Linked DNA regions of Drosophila melanogaster: region 2 is linked to region 1. Evidence: chromatin contacts called from public Hi-C data. All regions are on one chromosome and are shown on one strand. The core of a region is the stretch at or near the end of the contact, and the rest is flanking DNA. Distances in the headings are between cores, read along the strand shown. Region 1 holds the start of atl (atlastin). Region 2 holds the start of CG7006.

Region 1 (3,547 bases), core at 993-3,492:
ATGAATTATCTATCCAGCTGCCAGGTGGTGCATCGACAGCTCTGCTCGCACAGCGTCTTCGTTACCAGCGATTTCAAGCTAAAACTGAGCGTCTTTGGACCGCTGCCCTACATGAACATTGCTCGCCAGCAGCCAGACCACAACCGGTGGCTGGCCCCGGAGGTGCTGCGCCATCAGCATCACCATTCCACCCGTTCTGATGTCTGGTCCCTGGCCTGCGTGGCGTGGGAATGCTGTGCCCTTGGCGGTACTCCCTATGCCAATGCAGTGGCAAGTAACCAACAGCTTCTAGAGGCCATTCGGGCTGCAGTGCGTCCGGCGCAGCCAGCCTACGTCTACGGGGATCTCTACCAGCTGCTGCTCAACTGCTGGCAGCTGGAGCCGAGCGAGCGGAGCAGCTGTGAGGACGTGGCCTTCGGAGTACGTCAGCTGATGACCTCACCGCGTCATGCCCTCAGCTTTGATCGAGTGGCCGGCGGACTAGACACCCTGCCTCCGTACCTGCCGCAACTGGAAGCCGTTGCTACGATGGGCTGAGGTGCAGCCGAATAGTATAATTAGCTTTAGTCAGCGAGAGACCACATTCGCATAGAGTAGATTTCGGTTCTGAGTCACTGCTGCTAAGAGAAAACATCACTTCATTTCGATTTTAGATGAGTTCACTTTCAGTGTTCTGAAGAGAAAATAATTTGTTTTAGAATTTACACATTGATTTAATAAAGCTCATAAATTGTTATTATCCATATAATATTAGAAGTGAGCATTTATGAAACACAATTCGATGTTTATTGTTAATACGCACAAACTTCCTACAAATAAAAGAGTGTTCTATGCCAGAGCTTATCAGATCTATAAGGTAGTTAATTGCTTATCTACAACCCGAAAGAAAGGAATCGACTTTCCCCCACGCGAAACAAAGTTCAAGCGAACGTGCTCGATGGAGAGCGCGATAGATAAAAGACTACTGACAGTCTGGCCCCCAAAATTGTGTAATAAATTGAGGGATCCATAGCGAATGGATCTACCAACAGACCAGCGACTGTGATTCCCCCGCCGATCGCTGATGTTGCACAAACCAGACAAAAGCGAAAACTAAAAGCAAAAAAAAAACCAAGGGAGAGAGCCGCGAATGCGAAACTTTGATCGCTGGCGAGCAGCAATTAATAATAGAAAATAAACGGCGGTGTTGCTTAAGTGTGAGTGGATCAAAATTGACGATTAATCAGTTTAAAGGTCTTGCATTGCATCTATTGTTTGTTATGTTGTTTAAGAATTAATTAGGGAAATTGTTGGCAGCAGCCTAGATGCGGTTACATGCATTATTAGTCATCCGAAATAGTAGGGCACTTTATGTATGTATATTCCATTGGTTTGGACAATCATCTTATAATGAAGCTACATAGCAAAAAAAAAAAAAAAATCTAAATCTGTGTATATTCTTCCGATATGCACTTTTCAAATGAAATGTTCAAAATTCGTTATCAGTACTTAAAATTTCTCACTATGTACAAGCTTATCTCGGGATCCTTCCCAAAGAAGATAAGCCATTGTTTCTCTTGTCGACGTGTAACTATTGGATCCACCAAAAAACCCAAAGCACATGGCTCACCCGGAATTTAGAGCGACTTTCTTATAGAGTATATGGTAAATACGGTAAATGAAGCGCAACGATATCCATAGCGACTTTTGGACGCTTACCTTGCCCGCAATTCAAGGTGAAATGACGACGAACAATTGAAGTCACTGAAATGTGTATACATTCCGAGCAAATGGGCAATTATTATTAATAAATCGAGCTGAATGGCTGCTATCGGAATTCAGGGGCTTCGACTGCCGACCATGCTCATGAATATGTGGAAGATGATGATGATGATGAGGTTCATCCGGTATTGGCCAACTTTGCGAGTGTTTTGCATTCGCCTGGTTAAATTGTTATTGTTTTTGTTACATATACACACATGGAGATTATGAGGAATCCAAGGAAACTGGTTGCTCACACACGCACACCAACGCACTGCGACGGAGCCACTCACGCACACTACCAAATGGTCGGCTAACTGCGCAAATAATGCGGCTTCTGTGTCGGCCTTTGTTACTCACTTTACTTAACCATTTACATCGGACACTGGACTTCACTGCGCTGCGATTTTTCGACACTTTGGAAGCAGAAAAGTACGTATTTTGTTTGTGCTCTGCCAATGGTGTGACCGTACACCGTTGGGCGAAAAATCACCTATAAGTGTGGGGGTGAAAATTCATTAGCCAACACTGAAATGCTTATCGATAACATTTAGCTATTTTTAGTATTAGCTAACTGGTATATATTAACGGTCATCATAAGGTCACACTGCAAACGGTTAAACGAACGGCCACATTGTGTTGGACCGATGATGTGGATTTAAAAGTTAAATATTTCAAACTTAGTTATAGCAAATAGCTATGGACATCACCCAGAGCTTCAAGGCCAGCGTAATGACGGTGCGCCTGCAGCGCAAGGCCGAGCTGGCCGGAAAGGCCAAGCCCGCCACAGTGCCGACAAAAACTGGACCAATTGGCCCAAAGGATGACTTCGCCAAGCAGGCCAAGGAGGTGTGCAACAAGATCACTTCGCTGCGCAATGTGCTGATCGAGAACCGCACCGCCTACATGCGCATTGGCCAGCACCTCAAGTCCGCCGCACACATGACCGACGCGCAGCGGGATCTGATTGATCGCGAGTCGGAGAAGTTCGTCACCTTTTACACGCAGCACCTGGCCAAGATGCGCAGCGATTGGAAGAGCGCCAAGCGGAAGCCGCAGGAGCGTCAGCACATCGACGCCGTGCTGGACCTGCTGGTCAGCTATTTGCACAGCGTGGAACAGATCTATCTGGACCAAAAGAAGTACCGTGTGCAACACGAACTGGAAACCTATAGGCTGCTCAAGCTGGCGGCGGACAAAAAGAAGATACCAGTGCGTCCGGCGGGCAGCAACAGTGGCAAGCTGGGCAGGCGCCAGGTCAGCAACGATGACAGCGAAGCCACGAAGTCATCTTCACAAGCAAATGGCAACCACGACGAGTCCGCCGACAATGACTGGAATAACGACGCCTGGGGCGACTGGGATGAAGACGAGGAAGGCGACGAGGTGGACGATCACGATGGCGAGAAGGGCAAGGAAGCCAATCAGGCCAATCAACACAAACCGCGTACGCGCAAACGAAGCAAAGCCAACAGATCGGATCTGAACAACTCATCCTCCAAGATGGCTCTGGATGAGGAGCTCCAGCAGCAGCAGGAGGCCGACGATGACGATCCCCTAAGCGCCGAGGATGTGCAGCTCTTCGAGGCGGAGAACGTACACATCTACAACTTTCTGCAGGGCGTCTCCGAGGAGGTGGAGCAGATCGAAAAGAACGTGGTAGACATTGCCCAACTGCAGGACATTTTCACCGAAAAGGTAAGATGGCATGATAACACAAGTCCCAAGGAATCCTTGCTGTTCTTAACAACGATATCTTTAGTTTAATTTTGGTGAGAACATATTGCTCCATATTGCCAAGAATACT
Region 2 (3,631 bases), core at 512-3,011, 220 kb before region 1:
AGTCCTGAAAGCACTTCTCTAGCTTGGTGACCTGATCCAAATCGGCTATGTAATAGATAGGAAAGGGAAAGTCCTCGTGCAGAAGTCCAGTGCCCCAGGGATTCCAGTTTTTGGCTGGATTGCTGGCGTCGCAGGTCTCACTGGTGCTGTTCAGGCCGCTGTACTGATTGGGGCAGTTGAGTTCGTGCGAGAACTGCTTCATCTGGTTCGTGCGGTTGATCAGCAGCACCACAGAAATGTTCTTTGGTCCGGCTTCCTTTAGGCGCATCAGGTTGTTACGTGTGAACAGGTGAGGTGGTATCATGGGGGCGTAAGGTGGAGATGGTGGGCTGCTAAGAAGAAATTCCAGGTCGGCCTCGACGTTTATTAGATGTAGTACGCCCACGGAACCGGAGTAGGTTGCTGAAAAGAAAGAATTATAGAGGATTTCAAGGTATATTCTCAATGGACTCACAGGAACAGCCTGTCTGATGGGTGCCATTCAGCCGTCGGAAACAGCTAGCTCCTCCAATGGGCTCGTACATCTTATCGCGGGTTCTTTCTCCTTGAGCTGTGGACAAAGAAAGTTCGGGTTAGATGACTCAGGTTATTTGGCCTATATTAAAAAGTGGGCGTGCGGGTTTTCGACGCCGGTCGCTACTGGAAGCTCCACTTTGTTTTCGTCCTGATTATTACCAATAGTTGCTCCATACGACAGTATTAACAGCCATATGGAAGCCGCATTCAGACGCATTTCCATCGAAGATTCCCACGAAATCGCGTCCAGAAATTGCAGTGTTGCGTGTGACCGTTTCGGTACAAAATACCATTGGCATTGAAAATGCGGGTATATACTATTTCAAACTCAAAAAATACCTTGCATAAAATATACCACAAAATATTGGCTCACTATTTAAAATTTTTTTTTTTAATAATAATTTATGAAATGTAGTGTAAGTTTTATTATCAATTATTATTATTATCAGTATTAACATTAAAAATATAAAATCAAAAGCAGTTTATCCGTTTTTCAGCATACTTATTATTTACCTAAACATGGTTATTGCTACAAAACATGTAAAAACTTAGCATCTATGGATCTAAAAGAGCGTGTCCTCGGCGCGAATATATTCGCCGATATCCGACTGATGAAAGCATACGGTGGTCATGGGATCGGCGGTCTTGCAGTCCGTTGTGGAACGCGCCAGTACGCCGAAGCCCAGAGGCAGGTCGTTCATGGAGTAGACCACCACGCCCTGGTACTGGCCGGCGTTCTCCGTGATGCGACCCAGTCCTGTTTTGGGTATGTGGTTGCCGTAGAGAAACTGCTGCTCGAAGGAGGGCTTCACCCACACCTTGTACTGGGCGTAGGGCGCCAAGTAGTAGAGGGCCGTGATATGGAACTTCAGTTTGTTGGTCTTGGAGAACTTGCCGAAGCAGGTGCCCACGCACACCAGCTGCTTGTAGCCGAAGCACTCGCTCAGCTTCAAAATCCGCTCCGAGACGTAGTAGACCCGATCCTTGTGCTCCCGAAAGCAATATGTTCCATCTGGCCGGTCAATCAAATGCTTCACATTTGTGCCAATGCTGTAAGAGCACTTGTTAGCTGCATTGCGATGATCTGTTTTGGGTACTCACTATTTGGACAGGTGCTCGAACAAGATCTTGGCACGTTCGTCGCTCAGGCGTTTCATTTTAAGTTAAATTAAGCGGAAAAAAGAGGAAAACAAACTGCTCAACTTTACACGTGAGAAATGTTTCAGTGTTGAGTAGGGACGGCTAACAGCACTGAATATATCGGTCTATCTATAGCTTTTATCGATAGCTTAAGAGTGCTGTATAGCGCCATTATCAAGTGTTGTATATTGCCCAAGTATTTAAATTCAAAATCAAATATATCTGATAAACAAAACTGAATAATAGTTTTAATTGATTTGAGTTAACCAATCTCACTGACTTTTACTCTTTCATGAAATAAACAAGATAAATTATTTTTGTTTGTTATTATTACGTAATTAAGAAATACACTTATTTGTTCACCTTACAATTTCTAATAGTTGTGTGCTCTGGATAATACTACACAATTAGTTTACAATCTATTTACAACGCCATAAATAATTAAAGCAAACACTTAGGCTAAATTATTTGTATCACGTGTTGAGGAGAATAAGCCAGTTAGGCCGTCTCGAGCCGCTTCTGCACATAGTTGCGCTCCTTGAGCAGCTCATCCAACTGCTGCTCCTGGTAGTAGACCACGAACTGGGCCGCCGACACGTGCTCGAAAATGGAGCAGATACTCGGTTTGAGGTTGTAGAAGAAGAGCAGTTGTCCTCGCTGATTGAAATCACTGATCAGCGAGTCTATAACCGTGGCCGTTGTGAAGTCAGCCCCGTAGACATGCGACGCATCTATGACCACTGGGACATTTTGCCTAATGGACTGCTTGTTGACCAGATTCCTCACATAATCCACAGACGGGAAGATCAGGCATCGATCTGGCGTGATCATTGAGTACTCCACACCCGACTGTGTGGTCAGTAGCTCGGTGCTCAGCTTGGGACGCGCAGCATGGTAGAGGATAAAGATGACATTGAGTCCCACTCCAATGAGGATGCCCCACTCCAGCGGCAAGACAAGGCAGGCCACAAAGGTTCCAACTCCAGGCACCAGATCACTTTCTAATGGGTTATTAAAGTGAGATGAACAAATGACCACTATCTCCATATTTTGTATGACTTACTCTTCGATCTCCACATGGGCTTGACCACCTTTACTTCAATCATGAAGACCACGGCGGATATAATGATGGCTGCCAGGGTAGGGCGTGGAATGAAGTAGAAGTAGGGCGTGAGGAAGAGCAGGGCAATCATGACCAGGCCACCGGAGTAAATATTGCTCAGGGGAGTACGGACACCACTGGCATTATTGACTGCTCCACGACTAAGGGCTCCAGTGCCCGGAAAGGCTTGGACAAAAGAGTTGAAGATGTTGGCCGTTCCAATGGCAATCAATTCCTGCGAGGCATCCACTGGCTTGCCATTGGCTGAAAGGATCAACTATTATTATAGGGAACCATATAGGGAAAGATAGAGCTTAAGACTCACCAAACGCTTTGCAGATGGCTATGTTTTCCATGAGCGAGATCAAGGGAATCACCACCAAGCCGGAACCCATGCTGTGAACCATTTCCACGAATCCCTCGGCCACTCCATTGCTGGTTTCATTGGCAGTCAACGATGTGGGTGGCAACTGGATGCTGGGGAGCCCGGGTGGTATCTCTCCCACCACTCGAAACGGAGCTCCGTGCTCCTCGGTGTGGAGCATATAGCCCATGATGCAGCAAACGACCACCAGAATGGCATTTCGAGCAGTACCCACGATCCAAAGGATCTTGTTCACAGCCCGCTGGAAGGATGAGCATTCCTTCTCGTCGACTGGTCCAATTCGACAGGAAGACAGACTGCGCATCAACAGCAGGATGACAATGCAGGTTAGCCCTAGTACCGTGTCTCCTGCCCTTGTGTGCTCGATGTTGTGGAAGACTTGCGTCCAGATCTCCACGAAGGTGTTGCCCTTGGCCGTGATGCCCAGCACACTTTGGATCTGCGAGGTGAGGATGATCAGCGAGACGGCGGAGGTGAAGCCCGAGGAA

What was found. Hi-C and Micro-C count contacts between places; a contact is called where the count stands out from the background.
Region 2: a contact with region 1 is called in a Hi-C map of the Kc167 cell line, with 3 times the contacts expected there. A contact is called at or near these places in 8 of 107 Hi-C or Micro-C datasets (the D17-c3 cell line, the Kc167 cell line, the S2 cell line and 3 more) and 1 of 7 datasets of targeted methods (the Kc167 cell line).

What each region holds. Positions count from the first base shown.
Region 1 is chr3R:24,624,366-24,627,912 of dm6, reverse strand. atl (atlastin) reads right to left here and starts at 2,242. Exons shown (of 5, transcript NM_143017.3): 1 at 2,101-2,242. It overlaps Syx18 (Syntaxin 18), which reads left to right and starts at 2,351. Exons shown (of 2, transcript NM_079761.4): 1 at 2,351-3,438. The coding sequence starts at 2,440. Wsck (wsck) reads left to right here. Exons shown (of 3, transcript NM_170155.2): 3 at 1-847. The coding sequence ends at 537.
Region 2 is chr3R:24,848,757-24,852,387 of dm6, reverse strand. CG7006 reads right to left here and starts at 1,761. Exons shown (of 2, transcript NM_143039.3): 1 at 1,618-1,761; 2 at 1,003-1,566. The coding sequence starts at 1,673. The coding sequence ends at 1,080. It overlaps Esp (Epidermal stripes and patches), which reads right to left. Exons shown (of 6, transcript NM_001202353.2): 4 at 3,084-3,631; 5 at 2,720-3,022; 6 at 1,976-2,657. The coding sequence ends at 2,155. Nct (Nicastrin) reads right to left here and starts at 787. Exons shown (of 7, transcript NM_001276003.1): 1 at 676-787; 2 at 455-550; 3 at 1-402. The coding sequence starts at 739.